Regions from separate parts of the Pan troglodytes genome. Here region 2 is linked to region 1. A link is a contact called in public Hi-C data. All regions are on one chromosome and are shown on one strand. Each heading gives the region's core, a stretch centred on a gene start, on an enhancer-like site or on the middle of the called end of the contact. The rest is flanking DNA. Distances are from core to core; before and after follow the strand shown.

Region 1 (7,967 bases), core at 2,335-4,834:
TTCAGGAACATATGCATGTCATTTGTGTACATACTGACAAAGACTATCTCTTTGACCAAACTTCTGAGCCTCTTCTGAGCCCTCTTCTTGACTAGGCCTTGACTTTGGGCCCTACCCCACCTGTAATTGTTGGCCTACCTCAGTCTTAATAAGAATCCTGTCAGTTTAGTGAGGATCCCGCCACTCTGGGTATCTGATCAAGTTCCTCATTCTCCACTTCTGAAGTATAAGCCCTTAGCCTGCCTTCAGCAAGAATCCTACCACCCTTGATGTCTCCTTTTAGTACTTTTCTATCCACTGACCCTCCTTACTCTACCTGTTGGTTATAAATACCCCAGCTGTCCTTGCTGTATTCCCAGTTGAGCCCAATCTTGCTTCCCTATTACAATGTTTTGATTGCACAGTCCTGAATAAAGTCTTCCTTACCATTTTAACAAACGTCAGAATTTTTTTTTCTTTAACAATACCTCACAACCAATCCTAACATTCTTTTATACTCACCTAACTTAAAAAAATAAATAAAACATTACATATACAATTGATGCATAGGAAAAGTTTTTCAATCCCATTCATAATATAGCAATAAAAAATGGTAACTGAACTGAAATACTATATATTATTTAACAGGTTGGCAACAATCCAAATGTCTGACAACTTACTCCACTGATAAAGCTGTGGGAAAAACAGGCACTCACATACATTGCTGATTGGATTGCAAAATGCCAACATACTCATGGATGGGTATGTGGCCATATTAGGCAAATTTATGTATGGATTTACCATTTGAACTAACTTCTGGGAATATATCCTAAAATAAGATGTGTTCCCATGATTATTCATTACAGCACTATTTGTAATAGCAAAAGGCTGGAAACCACCCAGATGTCCATCCATAGGGAAGTAGCTGAATATATTATGGTACTAATTTTATCTATGGCTGGGGAGCTTATTCAGGCTGGCTCCTTAGTCTTTGACACAGCCCTAAAAGTTTTTGGCTGCTTTCTGAATTACATTGTTCAAGTTGAATATATTATGGCACATCTACACAATGGAGTACTATATAGAAATGAGGAATAGCTCTATATGTTAGTATTATACAATCTCTAGAATTTATTATAAAGTGAAAAAAGGTGGAGAAAAGTGTGCTACTACTGTTTATCTAAGAAAAGGGTAGGTATAAACATGCATAATTAAATTTTTAAAATGAAAAAATGAATCATAAAAAGTGTTTAAGTCATTACTTATAGGGCAAGAAGGAAAAAGTAGAGGGGAGACCAAGGATTTTCAAAATAAAGGGAGTTACAGATGTGTAATCAAAGAGGTTAAATAAAACCTTGACTTCCTGAATTTGAATTGGAAGTATCAATGAGTTCATAATACATTTGATTTAAAAGACAAAAACCAAACCAAAACAAACCCATGCTAACCAGCTCTGTCCATTGAACAGGTATAGAAACAATCAAACTCATTAACAACACGACAAACATTTTTTGTTTGTTTGTTTGTTGTTCCTTGCAGCGCCAGCTTAAAGGAGACAAACATTCAGATTATGCTCTTTAAATATCATTTCCCACTAAAGGATCCAGGGCACTTAGGAGTAATGGCTTATTATGGGTATGGAGTAAGAAATACACAAAATGAGCCTGGAAAGCAAAGACTACTAGGAAAGTATCAAAAAGACTCAGGAGCCAACCTGAGTAAACTCTCACCGGCCTAAAATAAACAACTTGAGCACTAATAATGGTAATAGCTACAATGGATTACAACTCACCAAACTTCTTTAAATCCCTGGATTCATAATGATGGCTGTTTACTTTTGAGGGTTTTTAAAAAAAATCCGGCAGAGATTTTTAAATAGTATATGGTAGTGATCTAATTTTATTTTCCATTAGAATAACCATTCATTCAGCATTACTTATTAATTAATCATTTTCTCATTAATACATAATGCCAGTATATCAAATTCCCAAATACATAGATATGGGTCTCTTCTTGGGGCTCTGTATCTCCTTCCTTTAATTGTCCATCTTAGGGCGTTTAATAATACAAGACTGTCTCAATTACTATGGCTTTATTGTAACTCATTACCTGGTAGGACAAGACCTTCCAATCTTACTTTTCTTCTTCAAAATTGTTTTAAATACTGTAAATATTTTTTTCTACATAAATGTGAAAAACGTTAGAATGGCAACTGCAGCAGACATACATAGCTTATTTTTTTAATATTAACAGCAACTTTATACTAGCAAAATGAAAAAAAATTAACTGAATAAACAGGTAACTGAATTAACTAGCTGTAACACTAGACTACAAAGTTATACAAGATTAAAAGTTATGAGGTACTATTTATTATATGTAAATATTACAAATATTTTTTGTTAAAAATATCTAAGGCTTTTGAGTTTTTGAAATGCAAGCTTTCCCCTATACTTAAGTATATTCATTATCTTACTGTTTTGGTCAGGACAAGAACTGAAAAAGAGAAATAATCTTGAGTTCAGAATGAACAATTCTTGCTATATATATTTTCCCACATGTGTTGGGAATGTTCTGTAACCTTCCGAGAAATAGTGACTTGAACTAAATACTAAACTACTACCAAGCCCCAGGTGCATTTTTGGAAGTTTTTAGTCATTGGGAGCCATGGCATTTCTTTTCTCTGTATTACAAACTGTTACACTCACTTTCTTTGACTATTAACATTGGAACAGTAGACCTCCTGTTCTGTGACTGACTGGCAGGCAGAAATGACACAGACAGGAAATGGGAAATGGTTCAGGGTCTTGGAATTCCCCCGGCTCCCTAATTAAGTGGCTTGCTATTTGGAAGTTTTTAAAATATTTGCCCCTTGGAGTTCCCCAGAGAGAAGCAAGCATCGGATTCAATGGGCAAAGAGCGTCAACTTCAAAAGTCGTTCGTTGGCTGTCATACCACAAACATTTACTGCACGATACTGTGTCTATGGCACTATTGGGGGAGTATGGCGGGGGGATACAAAAGGTCCATGACTAGCAAAAGCCAAGGGTTTTTATTTACAAATTTTCTATTACCTAAGCATTAAAAAAAATTGGGCTCCTCTGTGGTTTATGTAGAATTATATGTGCATGTACACCAATACACAGGCAGACGTATATATTTCATTTTATTGAAACATTCAGAAAATACTGGGAGTGAAGCCTGACTTGCAATACAGTTCTCTTTGCTGGCAATGAGCATCTGAAATAATGACACTTTTTTCTTTAGTGCATATGAACTGTTTGTCTCCAGAACAGAAAACCAAAAGTTTAAAAACAAGATACTCCCGTTGACATCAAGTATTCAGAATTATTCATCTGATGCTTCCTAGTTTCCAACGTTTCGCTTTTTTCGATTTGCACAGGCAGCAGTTGAACGCTGATGCTACACAAACGGTTACAATTGTTTACTTAAGCAAAAAATGCCACCAGACTGACTCCATCCTCAAAATGCAGTCATCTCGACGCAGGGAGGCATCACACTTGGGGAGCCTTGCCAGGGGCCAGATCATAACCCTGAGGTGACACAGGGTAGGACGCGCAAAACCACCGGCGCCAGGGCGTTTCCGCAGGGTTTCCCAAAAGTCAAACGCAGCGGCTCACGGTTTGCCACGTCCCCCAGGAGAATGGTAGGCACAGAGAGGAAATGTGGAGGGGGCACAAACCGCAAGGTGAAGAAAACGAACAAACACCGAGTTGATACGGATAGTCCCCGTTCCCCTGAGGGCCGACCCCGTGACTCCCGATGAGCGTCCAGTTGCGCCGGGCGTCCCTGGGCCTCCCAGCGTCTTTCCCGGAGGTTCATCGCCCCACGGCGGAAAGCGCTCTCGGTTCCGCTTTCCGGCCCCAGCCTCCCGGGCGCCCTCGCGCGGCGGCTAACGCTGGTCCTCGGCCGGGCGCGCTGACGTCATCGTGCGTCGGAGTGAGCCCGGATGGGGCGGCGGGCTTCGGGAGCGCCCGGGCTGATCCGAGCCGAGCGGGCCGTATCTCCTTGTCGGCTCCGCTGATTCCCGGCTCTGAGGAGGCCTCTAGGCAGCCGCGCAGCTTCCGTGTTTGCTGCGCCCGCACTGCGGTGAGTGCTGCTCCTTCCGGGCTCGGGCGGCGCGGGTCGGGTGGGGACGCGAGGGCCCGCGGGGGCCCACTTCCCTGATGTGGCGGCCGAACGAGGAAGGACGGGGCCTGAGGCCCTTCGGCCAAGGGTCGAGGGTCGCCGGGGGCTCTCTGCTTTCTACTCTCGCCAAGGTTTTATTGGATTCGGAAGCCCCAACTTCGAGACTTGCAGTCAAAGCGATTTTTAAAATGACTTGTTTTCAAGCCTCCTCTGGCCGCCGCCCACTCTTCTGGCCCTTGGACTTTGACCAAGATGTTCTCTCGCAGTTTTTGCAAGGTTTTAAACTTAGCCCTCGGCGTTCTTTTAATGTAATACATTGAAACGAAGATATTTCGGTGGCGGCGATATTTCATATTTCATAGTTGCCACTGCGCTCTGTCATTCCAGTAGTCGTCTGTTGTGTATTGTGAGAAGCAACTCTGGGAAATTATTGGGTAAATCCCATAGTTTCTATTCTTTTCCCTTCCATCCTATCCCCTGCCCAGCTGCAATTTGCGTAAAGAGAAAGCAGCAGTGCGGTGCACGTAGATAAAAATCTTTCATTTAAAGATAGGATATAAGACTGGGTGTAATTAAAGCAATCATGCCAGTGGTCGTAGTGCCGGAGCCACTGTTTCACAGGCCACTGTGTTAGGTTTTGTTTTCGAGTTGCTTTCTGTGGTCGTTGCTTTGAAATTGTAAGGGAATGGCAGAGTTTAAGAGTTTATATTAATGAACTCGTGGTGCATTTTACTGCAGTTTTCCTAGTCGTGGAGAGACTTGATATTACAAACTAACGTTGCTGTCTTAATTCCTGCTGTACTGCTGCTGACAGGGTGTAGTGGAGTGTATGTCTCTGTCTTTTTAACCAATGTGCCTTTGCCTCCAGCAGAGTGCCAGAGTTACCTTTAGGCCAGAAAAGGGGAGGAGAGCAAGGACAAAATGTTTCCTGTGTGAAAATTTCCATCTGTCTCTAAAGTTATGCGTTTTAAAGACACGTATAGTTAGTGCTATGGGGAGTATGTTGCATTTACTTATTTTAATTAATAGCTTTTTCATTTAGAAAGTTGTGACAAATTGCTGGAATTAAGATGTATTATCTAAAGTGTGAATTAGTCTTAGACTTTACTGAATAAATTGAGGAGTATGTAAGTTCTATTTGGCATGCAAATACAGTTTTCTAAAATACTTTTTGTTTTTTCTTTTCAGATTTACAACCCTGAAGAATCTCCCTATCCCTATTTTGTCCCCCTGCAGTAATAAATCCCATTATGGAGATCTCGAAACTTTATAAAGGGATATAGTTTGAATTCTATGGAGTGTAATTTTGTGTATGAATTATATTTTTAAAACATTGAAGAGTTTTCAGAAAGAAGGCTAGTAGAGTTGATTACTGATACTTTATGCTAAGCAGTACTTTTTTGGTAGTACAATATTTTGTTAGGCGTTTCTGATAACACTAGAAAGGACAAGTTTTATCTTGTGATAAATTGATTAATGTTTACAACATGACTGATAATTATAGCTGAATAGTCCTTAAATGATGAACAGGTTATTTAGTTTTTAAATGCAGTGTAAAAAGTGTGCTGTGGAAATTTTATGGCTAACTAAGTTTATGGAGAAAATACCTTCAGTTGATCAAGAATAATAGTGGTATACAAAGTTAGGAAGAAAGTCAACATGATGCTGCAGGAAATGGAAACAAATACAAATGATATTTAACAAAGATAGAGTTTACAGTTTGTGAACTTTAAGCCAAATTCATTTGACATCAAGCACTATAGCAGGCACAGGTTCAACAAAGCTTGTGGGTATTGACTTCCCCAAAAGTTGTCAGCTGAAGTAATTTAGCCCACTTAAGTAAATACTATGATGATCAGCTGTGTGAACTTAGCCTTTAAATAGTGTGACATATGAAGGTTTTAATTACTTTTGTTTATTGGAATAAAATGAGATTTTTTGGGTTGTCATGTTAAAGTGCTTATAGGGAAAGAAGCCTGCATATAATTTTTTACCTTGTGGCATAATCAGTAATTGGTCTGTTATTCAGGCTTCATAGCTTGTAACCAAATATAAATAAAAGGCATAATTTCGGTATTCTATAGTTGCTTAGAATTTTGTTAATATAAATCTCTGTGAAAAATCAAGGAGTTTTAACATTTTCAGAAGTGCATCCACCTTTCAGGGCTTTAAGTTAGTATTACTCAAGATTATGAACAAATAGCACTTAGGTTACCTAAAAGAGTTACTACAACCCCAAAGAGTTGTGTTATAAGTAGTATCTTGGTAATTCAGAGAGATACTCATCCTACCTGAATATAAACTGAGATAAATCCAGTAAAGAAAGTGTAGTAAATTCTACATAAGAGTCTATCATTGATTTCTTTTTGTGGTAAAAATCTTAGTTCATGTGAAGAAATTTCATGTGAATGTTTTAGCTATCAAACAGTACTGTCACCTACTCATGCACAAAACTGCCTCCCAAAGACTTTTCCCAGGTCCCTCGTATCAAAACATTAAGAGTATAATGGAAGATAGCACGATCTTGTCAGATTGGACAAACAGCAACAAACAAAAAATGAAGTATGACTTTTCCTGTGAACTCTACAGAATGTCTACATATTCAACTTTCCCCGCCGGGGTTCCTGTCTCAGAAAGGAGTCTTGCTCGTGCTGGTTTTTATTATACTGGTGTGAATGACAAGGTCAAATGCTTCTGTTGTGGCCTGATGCTGGATAACTGGAAACTAGGAGACAGTCCTATTCAAAAGCATAAACAGCTGTATCCTAGCTGTAGCTTTATTCAGAATCTGGTTTCAGCTAGTCTGGGATCCACCTCTAAGAATACGTCTCCAATGAGAAACAGTTTTGCACATTCATTATCTCCCACCTTGGAACATAGTAGCTTGTTCAGTGGTTCTTACTCCAGCCTTTCTCCAAACCCTCTTAATTCTAGAGCAGTTGAAGACATCTCTTCATCGAGGACTAACCCCTACAGTTATGCAATGAGTACTGAAGAAGCCAGATTTCTTACCTACCATATGTGGCCATTAACTTTTTTGTCACCATCAGAATTGGCAAGAGCTGGTTTTTATTATATAGGACCTGGAGATAGGGTAGCCTGCTTTGCCTGTGGTGGGAAGCTCAGTAACTGGGAACCAAAGGATGATGCTATGTCAGAACACCGGAGGCATTTTCCCAACTGTCCATTTTTGGAAAATTCTCTAGAAACTCTGAGGTTTAGCATTTCAAATCTGAGCATGCAGACACATGCAGCTCGAATGAGAACATTTATGTACTGGCCATCTAGTGTTCCAGTTCAGCCTGAGCAGCTTGCAAGTGCTGGTTTTTATTATGTGGGTAAGAAGCAAATAACTATACATTTTATCATTTTATTTTAATTTACATATTAGAACATACGTGTTTTCAATATTTAGTCTTTTTTTTCCTGAAGGTCGCAATGATGATGTCAAATGCTTTTGTTGTGATGGTGGCTTGAGGTGTTGGGAATCTGGAGATGATCCATGGGTAGAACATGCCAAGTGGTTTCCAAGGTAATTGTTTTGAAAAAGGTATTTGTACAAAAAACTCTGTGCTTAAAAGAAGTAGGCATGCCTACATGATTTTGTTTACCTTTAAATTATAACAAAGCCTCTTTTATGCCATTGGGGAATTATCCTTCTAAAAGATCACATTTTAACTTTAATTATTTTGTTGAAAAATATTCTGCAGTCTTCTGTGTACTTTTGTAAGTCAGTTACAAGTATGACCGTACATTTTATTTATTTCCCATCTTCTTTTAAAGAGTACTTAAGGATTACAAAGACATATAAAATAGATTAAAAAGACGTTAGAAAAAGGTAA
Region 2 (7,967 bases), core at 3,206-5,705, 260 kb after region 1:
GTAGACTGATAAAGGAGAGCCTTGGAGCAAACAGTGGCAATGCTATTTGGCAATAATTCATAAATTTAGACCACTAATGCCTTAATAGTTCCCTGCTATTACAGCCTACACCTTTTGATCCACACGTTTCACACTGAAGATTTCCAGATGACCTGTATGATATTCTGGAAACTTTATTCCCATCCCCAACACACTTCTCAGGACAGTACTGATTCTCTTGGGTCATTTCTGAATGTAGCCCATTTCCAAGAACAAGTAAGAAATCATAAATACTAGGTTGTTGAAGGAAACGAGAGCAGTGCGTTGAGAAGGGTTCTTCAGATGATATGCTATGAAACAGATCAGACAAGTCTACAACACAATTTGGGGTGGATTTTTTTCCCTTATGTGATCCCTTTTGGATTTTTGGCTTACTTGTTTTTCCTAGCCAGCCCCCCTAGTTAAAGGGTGGCTTGGGACGTTGAACCTCAAGGTTTCATGATGGAGCCCAGAAGAAGGTACAATATTTTCCAGGTTATGGTGAATTGTGCATATATACCATTCGTTCCCATAGTCCACTTCTCAGCATTGTCGAAATGTGTATCTCCTCCCAGGCCTTCTCCAGGAGCAAATGCATGGGCTAGAGTCCCCCGAGGCCCATCGAATGGATAGGAATCCCCGTGATCTAAACAAGTGGGGAGAAAGGCCAACAGGATTGAGTCCTTCTAGCAATTCTGAGGGGCACATCATATTACAGAAAAGGGACATTTTGAGTAGCATTGACACTTAAATTCACTTTTCAGTATTTATTTGTTATAATGGGAAGTTCATTTGTCAATTAGTAACTGCCCACTGAAAAATAAAAAAGGCTAATTCATACTGCAAAGATAGTAAGCATTAGCAATAAAAAAAACACCTGTTTTAGGTTATTGTTGCTATCATGACGTCTGTTAACTGACACATAGGATACTGTGGACTTTACATGTGCCACAGATTACAAAAGGAGAACGACCGGGGCGGGGTGGGGCGGCGGGGGGGCGGCATTCGATAGCAAAACCTACTCCACTGATTGGAATGTGAACCTGTTAGCCGAATGACCTTTCAAATTTGATTCAGCTGAGACAGTGATAGTGACTTGAACAAGTGTGTGCTTTCTGTTTCTATAGCACAGTACAGTTTAAGGAAGTGTCAAAAATCTCTCTGTAATTTTGACATACTTTCATGTGGAAAACATATGAAAGTCATAAAGGTGTTTATAAAATCCTAACTTTTAAAGCTTTTTAAGTTTTTGTTTAATTATCTATTTTAACTAACAATTCATTACAAATTTAATAGAAGAGGAGGAGGAAGAACAAAATGAGGGATATAGTTTACCATAAAAAAATCTTAGTAAGGATACCCAGTTTTAGTTTTGTTTTTTTTAAAAGCCGACAGAACAAAGTTCTGGTATGCCATTTCTCAGGTTTCAGTGAAATGCAGTCTACTCAGGTGCACACACCGAGGACTTCATGCAATGGCAGCACAGTCCCTGGTTGGCTTGTGTATTAGGGGACAGACTGTAAGCTTGAAAGATCAAGAGAGAGCCAGACATTCATTCCTTGGCCTTCAAAGCTACCCCGAGTCACACTGCTTTCCCTGCCACTTCACCAGGGGTGGCCTTTGTCTTCTGGGAGGAATAGGACATAACCTGGGCCAGGTCACGCCCAGGGCCATTTCTAAAGGCTTTATTCTCAGGACTTGCTTGATCTTCTTTTTCCTAGCTCCTAAGCATGTTTTCCCCCCAGTGACATCAGATTAAAATTAAGATCTGGGCTTGAAATGACAAGGACACTAGAAATGTTATCTGAGGAGGGGAATAGGTAGTAGCTTTCACCCTGACTATTAGGAAGCTGAGAAGGAAAAGAAATTTTATGAGCCATTTGGCCCTCCCTTTATCTATTTCCTAGACTTGCTTCCCTGAAAAGGGCTCAGAGCTCTCACCACTCCCTGCACAAACTTACGCCTCTACTCCTTACCAGGGTGAGCAATGGAATGGAGAAGAAGTGGGAAAGTTGGAGGCAGACCTCTTGCATATCTCCCAGAAGGTGGTCTGCAAGTGTGGGCAAGACAGAAACGACACTTTCCTAACCATTGCTGCAGGGGGAAAGCTGCTTCAAGGTCACTGTGGAAGGTATTTGCTTCAGTGAGGATTCATGGTAGGATATCCTTGGCTAATATGGAAGTGGTTATATAAGTGATAAACACTATCATGGGAATGGATGAGGTCATGTGGCTAATGGGAAAGCAAAATCTGCAAGAATTTGTCCCCTAGTGGGGCAAAGTCATAATGAAAGTTTGTTACAGTGAAACTACTCTACAGCTGTGTCTGATGATGACAAGATATGCTAAGAACTCCTTTGGTTCTATTTTCCGGCCAGATGAAGGTCATGGCTTTGCCATGGTCTTGGCCTTGGCCCATCACAGCACTGTGTGAAGGAGGAGTGTGTGATCACTCGAATTAAAGATGTAGAAGGAACAGTATTGGGACAACTCTCCTTTGAATTAGTAGATGGAATCCAAGTACCACAATACCTCCATTTTCAAAAGATATCATAATATCCGCTTCTCCTGAGTTTATTCTGACAAAGCTCAGAGGGACGGCGCTACTCCAGGCCTGCAAGGCCATCTCCACTGCTTTGTCCACCTCGACAGAACTCATGGAAGGTGTGTATTTAGATATTCTGTGAAAACGGAAGGAACATGTTTTCTTTTCAGTAACTGCTCTGAAGAAAGCAAGAATTATATGTTGTATTAAAAAAATGTTAAATGTAAATCTACAACTTAGATTTTTCTCTGAAATAATAATTCTTATTTTGCTTTATTATATGTTAAATTTCTGCATATGAAACAACAAGACAAATGAAAGGGAGAGATGAGAGACAGTTGGGATAATCCAGTACTGAAACCATTTAGCTTTCATTGTTATTATACTACCACCGAATTAAAAGAATAAAATTTGTGGCTGGGCACAGTGGCTCACGCCTATAATCCCAGCACTTTGGAAGGCTGAGGTGGGAGGATCATTTGAGGTCAAGAGTTCGAGATCAGCCTAGCCAAGATGGTGAAACCCCATCTCTACTAAAAATACAAAAATTAGCTGGGCGTGGTGGTGCAAACCTGTAGTCCCAGTTACTTGGGAGGCTGAGGCAGAAGAATCATTTGAACCTGGGAAGTGGAGGTTGCAGTGAGCCAAGATCGGGTGACTGCACTCCAGCCTGGGTGACACAGTGAGACTTCACTCAAAAATAATTAAATAAATAAATAAGATAAATAAAACTTGTGAAATGTTACAGGTAGTAAGTAGTCAATTTTTCTTAAAGTCGTTTTCATTGAGAGAGGACCTCTTTTTCCCCAAAGGGAGTGGATGTTTTCAATTATAAAAAATAGAAATGTGGAGTTTTGAAGTTTTGCTAATTCTTATTCAAAGCTCCTCAGAATTTCCCCAGGGCTATTGGGGAAGGTTTTTTTTCCCTCAGAATAATGCATTCTTTTCTTTTTTCTTTTTCTTTTCTTTCTTTCTTTTTTTTTTTTTGAGATGGAGTTTTGCTCTTGTCGCCCAGGCTGGAGTGCAATGGCATGATCTCTGCTCACTGCAACCACTGCCTCCCAGGTTCAATTGATTCTCCTGCCTCAGCCTCCTGAGTAGCTGGGATTATAGGCGCCTGCCACCACGCCGGGCTAATTTTTATATTTTTGGTGGAGACGGGATTTCACCATGTTGGCCAGGCTGGTCTTGAACTGCTGACCTCAGGTGATCCGCCCTCCTCAGCCTCCCAAAGTGCTCGGATTACAGGCGTGAGCTACTGCCCCCAGCCCAAAATAATACATTCTTAAAGAGGAAGGGCTAGCTTTAAAAACGGAGGCTCACTGGAACTGAAAAAAGGGTGAGCCTTTCAGCAATTACTGGTGTGACAATGACACCTGAAGGCAGAAAAATGTAGTGCTTTTTGGACTGTGGGTGGAGTCAGAGTTGGTGATTGTTAGAACTTTCTGCTCTGAAGCCCAGGGTATGGGGATTTCTGGCAGCACACAAAGGAAAGGCAGGGAGGGCAACTTCTACCCGAGACCTTGGGCTGGGCTGGAATATGATGCAAAGTGAGAAGCTGTGTCTGTGAGAGCCAACCCCATGAGCAGGGACCGGCCCTACTTTCTCTCTCTCTCTCTAGTTCCTAGTTTAGTGCCTTGCACATAGCAGATGCTTAGCAATTGCTTGATAAATAAATGAATGAATTAAAGAATTAAAGCTAGCTGTTTTAGGGCCCACTCGGTGGCTCTCGAAGTTTAGGACCTGTGATAATTACCTAGGAAGCTTGTTAAAAATACAGGTATGATCCAGAAATCTGTGTTTTGAAAGGTATCTTAGGTTATTATAATGCAGATGGTGCAATTTCAATGAGAAACCAACAGCAGTAATCCTAGGGTCCCAAATGAAAGGACTGTGCCCACAGAATGGATAGCAAATAGCTCAATTCAGGACTTGAGAGGGAAGGAACAAGGAGCTCTTTAACCCCAGGTTTGGGGCCAAACGAAGAGAGCTATAGAATTGAAGGGGGATACCAGATAGACCCTTAAAGGGACTATTTAATGCTTTCAAAATATGCCAAGCCCACTGCATAATATGAGTCTGCAATTTATCACAACTAGGTGGACTTAGTACTTTGACATGCCCTCACATTTTTGGTAAGTCAGCCATATCTTTGAGCTGACTTTGTGTGTTGGCCTGGAGAAGACAAGGAAGGAGAGAGGGATAGCACCAGAGAAGAAGAGAACATGGAAAAAGGGATCCCCGAATCAGGGTCTGGAGCTTGATAAAGCAATAGTAATACTAGCCAATATTCTTTGAAGTCACACTATGTGCTGTTGCTGTATGCACTTTTTAATGTGGCATTTATCTAATCCTCACTTCGACCCCTAAGAGGAAGATCATCATCATCATCTACATGTTATGATTAGTCAGGTTTGAGCCCAGTTCTGTCTGACTCCAAAGCTTATGCATATAAGCACTATGCTGTATTTTTTTCCCTTTTGTAATCCTCTGGGTTATGTTGTAAGAAGTTATTCTGAAAGTCAGTAGCTACACAGGCAGAGTACTGTGATAGCCTCTAGTGTCCTTTTTCATGGGGAGGCGATGGTAGAGTTATTGGGGAGCAAGAGTGGATAGGCAATGTGTGTGTTGAGGGGGTTTTAAGACTGCCCAGCTTATCACAAGAATATTATACTTCCCTAAGCATCACATTATCTTGACCCATGCTTCTTGTCTTTGTTGTACATAGTCATGGACTAAAATTCCAGAACACAGTTTACTTTAAGAAAACTATGAAAAGACTCTGTCGACGCGTACACATTTTCCTTGTCTTATTCTTACTATTTCAGAATCACTTTTGTGTTCAACTCCCATGAGGTTTTTCTCCCCCAATTGCTTTGATTTTTTTGTTCAGCCTGCCACCTTATGGATTTATTGGCTGATAGCAGGTAACAAGTGTCCTAGGGGATTCATGACTGTTCCCTGGATTCTGGCCCCTCCTTTGATCAAATGGACTCACTGGTGTGCTGGAACAGGTTAACAGGTGGCTCTACAAGGAGAAAAAAAAACCCCCTTGATTTGTATGACTTGCTGATTTCTGTGTTGTAAATATTCTCACTATGGCTAATTCAAGCTACCAATTTACCATCACTGAATGCCAGATTGTGAAGAGATGAGCATGAATGAACCACCCAGATTATACAGATGTACATAGCCTCATGAACAGAGAAAATAATAAAATGTAGTGAAATAGGAGGCAATATGTTTTTATTACCTTTATTTTTAATATAATTTATTTAATATAATTTATTATATTAATGTAATTATTTAATATAATGTATTTAATATAATTTAATGTAATTTATTAAATAATTATACATATTAAATAATATAACATATAATAATAAATAATGTATTTTATTTATTATTATAAAATAATATGTTTTAATAATATATTATTAATAAATAGTATTTTATTTATTACTACAAAAATATATTTTAATAATAAATATAAATATGAAATAATATACTTATTTAATATAATTTATTTAATATAATAAATTTAATTTATTTAATGTAATTTAATATGATTTATTTAATTGTTAATTTATATAATTTAACAATGGCTCTCTTAGCAACCAGCTAACAAAATTCTTGGGAGCTTAACAAGTGGCTGCAAAATTCCTGACATTTTAAGGATTGGCTTCTGTGAGCTATTAGGAGGCAGCTCTACCATACCACTGCTTAGACTATTGCACGAGTCCAGCCTTTCCCCATCTCCAGTTATCATCTAGATGTGCTCATCCTAAAAGCGAAATCTGATCCTGGTCCTGGCCTGGCTCTCCACCGCCCTGGGGATAAAGTCCAAACTCCTTGACATCACGCTCTAGTTGCCCTTCAGGCTGCCCCTCCAGCTCATTTCCTGCCATTGCCCTTCCTGCACCCTCTGCTGCAGCCGCATGCACTAGGCACTTGTGGTGGGAATGCTGCCCATCAACATGCCAGTCTGTCCACTCTCTGCTGCTATATGCTTGGTCTGGTTTTCTTCTTAGAAAACTCCTTACATGTGCAAGGCCTGGGGCAGGACCACAAAGAGTGGAGGCCACTCTTCTTTTCTGACCTGCACCCATCTGTCATGCATGAGGCCCACGCAGGCAGGCACCATCCACCCCTACCTCAGGCTGAGGGGCAGGTACCATACATAGTTTGCCCTTGGTTGGACCAACCTGGGGAGGAAGTCTGCGCTGGCTCCCAGAATCAGGTCTGGCTCTGGGAGAGGGAATTCCAGACTCCGTACCCTGAGCACAGCAGGGAGGGACAGAGGTTCTGGTTGGGTGTGTCCCCTTGGTTTATAAGGGATGAAGCCAGAGGATTAGGGGAGGGAAGAAAGAGGGCAGGGAGGGAGTGAGGGGAGCTTGGGGCTGAGAGTGGAACTGCTTCTGCTTTGCCTTCGAATCAGGCTCAGATGTTACTGCTGGTCCCTGGGCCACTTGGTAGCTCTGTCCATGTGAACTGTGGTCCCACAGTTCACTGCTTAGAGCTATGCTTTTGCACTTTTCACACAGAGCTACAGCTGTCTGTTTGCATGTCTGTCTCTCCTTAAAGGACTGTGAGTTCCCTAAGGTCAAGAAAGTTGACCTGTTCACCTTTATAACCCTCAAATGGAATGCATTTCTTGAATCATCAATAAAAGATTTTTGGAATCAATGAAATAAATTACTTTATTAGTAGGTTATTTTTTTCTTTCTCATTAAGCAGGTTGTTTTAAGAAAACTGGTTTGTACTGCCAGGTCATTAATCCTAGACTAGATTAAAGATAATTGTGTTGTTTCTAGCTGGTAAAATTGTTTGGAATGCCTAAAATAGCCAGTCATTATGATAATCCTAAGACCATATTTTCTGGTGAATTGCCCATTGTCATTGCCTGATGGATGGATGTAAAAAGTTCTTATTCTTATGGTTGTGAGGTGTCAGGATTTTTATACGGATGAGAAGGAAAATATTTTTTCAAGAAAAGGGAAAAAGAGAGAGAGGGTGTTTTTCTCTGAATTTGGAAAGACTAGATCTCATTACCTGTATGTCAAAATATTTTTTTTCCATTTGGGTTCACCAGGGAAGAGGCGATAATTGGCCACATCAGGAACTCCACAGCGAGGCTTCTTGATCACGTTCATTGTGGTCTGGTCTAACTTCCCAGTGACTTGGAGGCCAAAGAACGCTTGTAGCTCCTTAATCTTCCTTATCATGGAATTGCTTCCTCTTGCAACCATCTCACCAATCTGGTGTCCTTCTTTATTTGTGTAATATTTGTCAAGATACGCCTGAAATGGAGAGGCAGGCTGACGCGTCTACAGCGTAGTCTGGGAAATACTCATGCTCAGGTAAGGCAGGGGACAGCATTCCTGATGTATTAAAAGCAGTGTGT

What was found. A called contact is a pair of places that touch in the nucleus more often than the background predicts.
Region 2: a Hi-C map of induced pluripotent stem cells shows a contact between it and region 1, with 1.8 times the contacts expected there. The contact joins the enhancer-like site here to the promoter of BIRC2 in region 1. A contact is called at or near these places in 2 of 7 Hi-C or Micro-C datasets (induced pluripotent stem cells and stem cell-derived neural progenitor cells) and 1 of 1 datasets of contacts at active chromatin or transcription factors (stem cell-derived excitatory neurons).

Annotation. Positions count from the first base shown.
Region 1 is chr9:104,398,713-104,406,679 of NHGRI_mPanTro3-v2.0_pri, forward strand. BIRC2 (baculoviral IAP repeat containing 2) reads left to right here and starts at 3,585. Exons shown (of 9, transcript XM_001152603.7): 1 at 3,585-4,086; 2 at 5,314-7,463; 3 at 7,558-7,657. The coding sequence starts at 6,569.
Region 2 is chr9:104,658,981-104,666,947 of NHGRI_mPanTro3-v2.0_pri, forward strand. MMP20 (matrix metallopeptidase 20) reads right to left here. Exons shown (of 10, transcript XM_001153208.6): 2 at 7,616-7,863; 3 at 2,551-2,699; 4 at 539-664. Among named protein-coding and RNA genes, the nearest start is that of MMP20, 12 kb to the right of the region's middle. Within about 2 kb of position 4,456, at least 2 of the 24 cell types and tissues checked have an H3K27ac peak or open chromatin away from gene starts, as enhancers often do. A contact at or near this core is called in induced pluripotent stem cells, where this site is marked.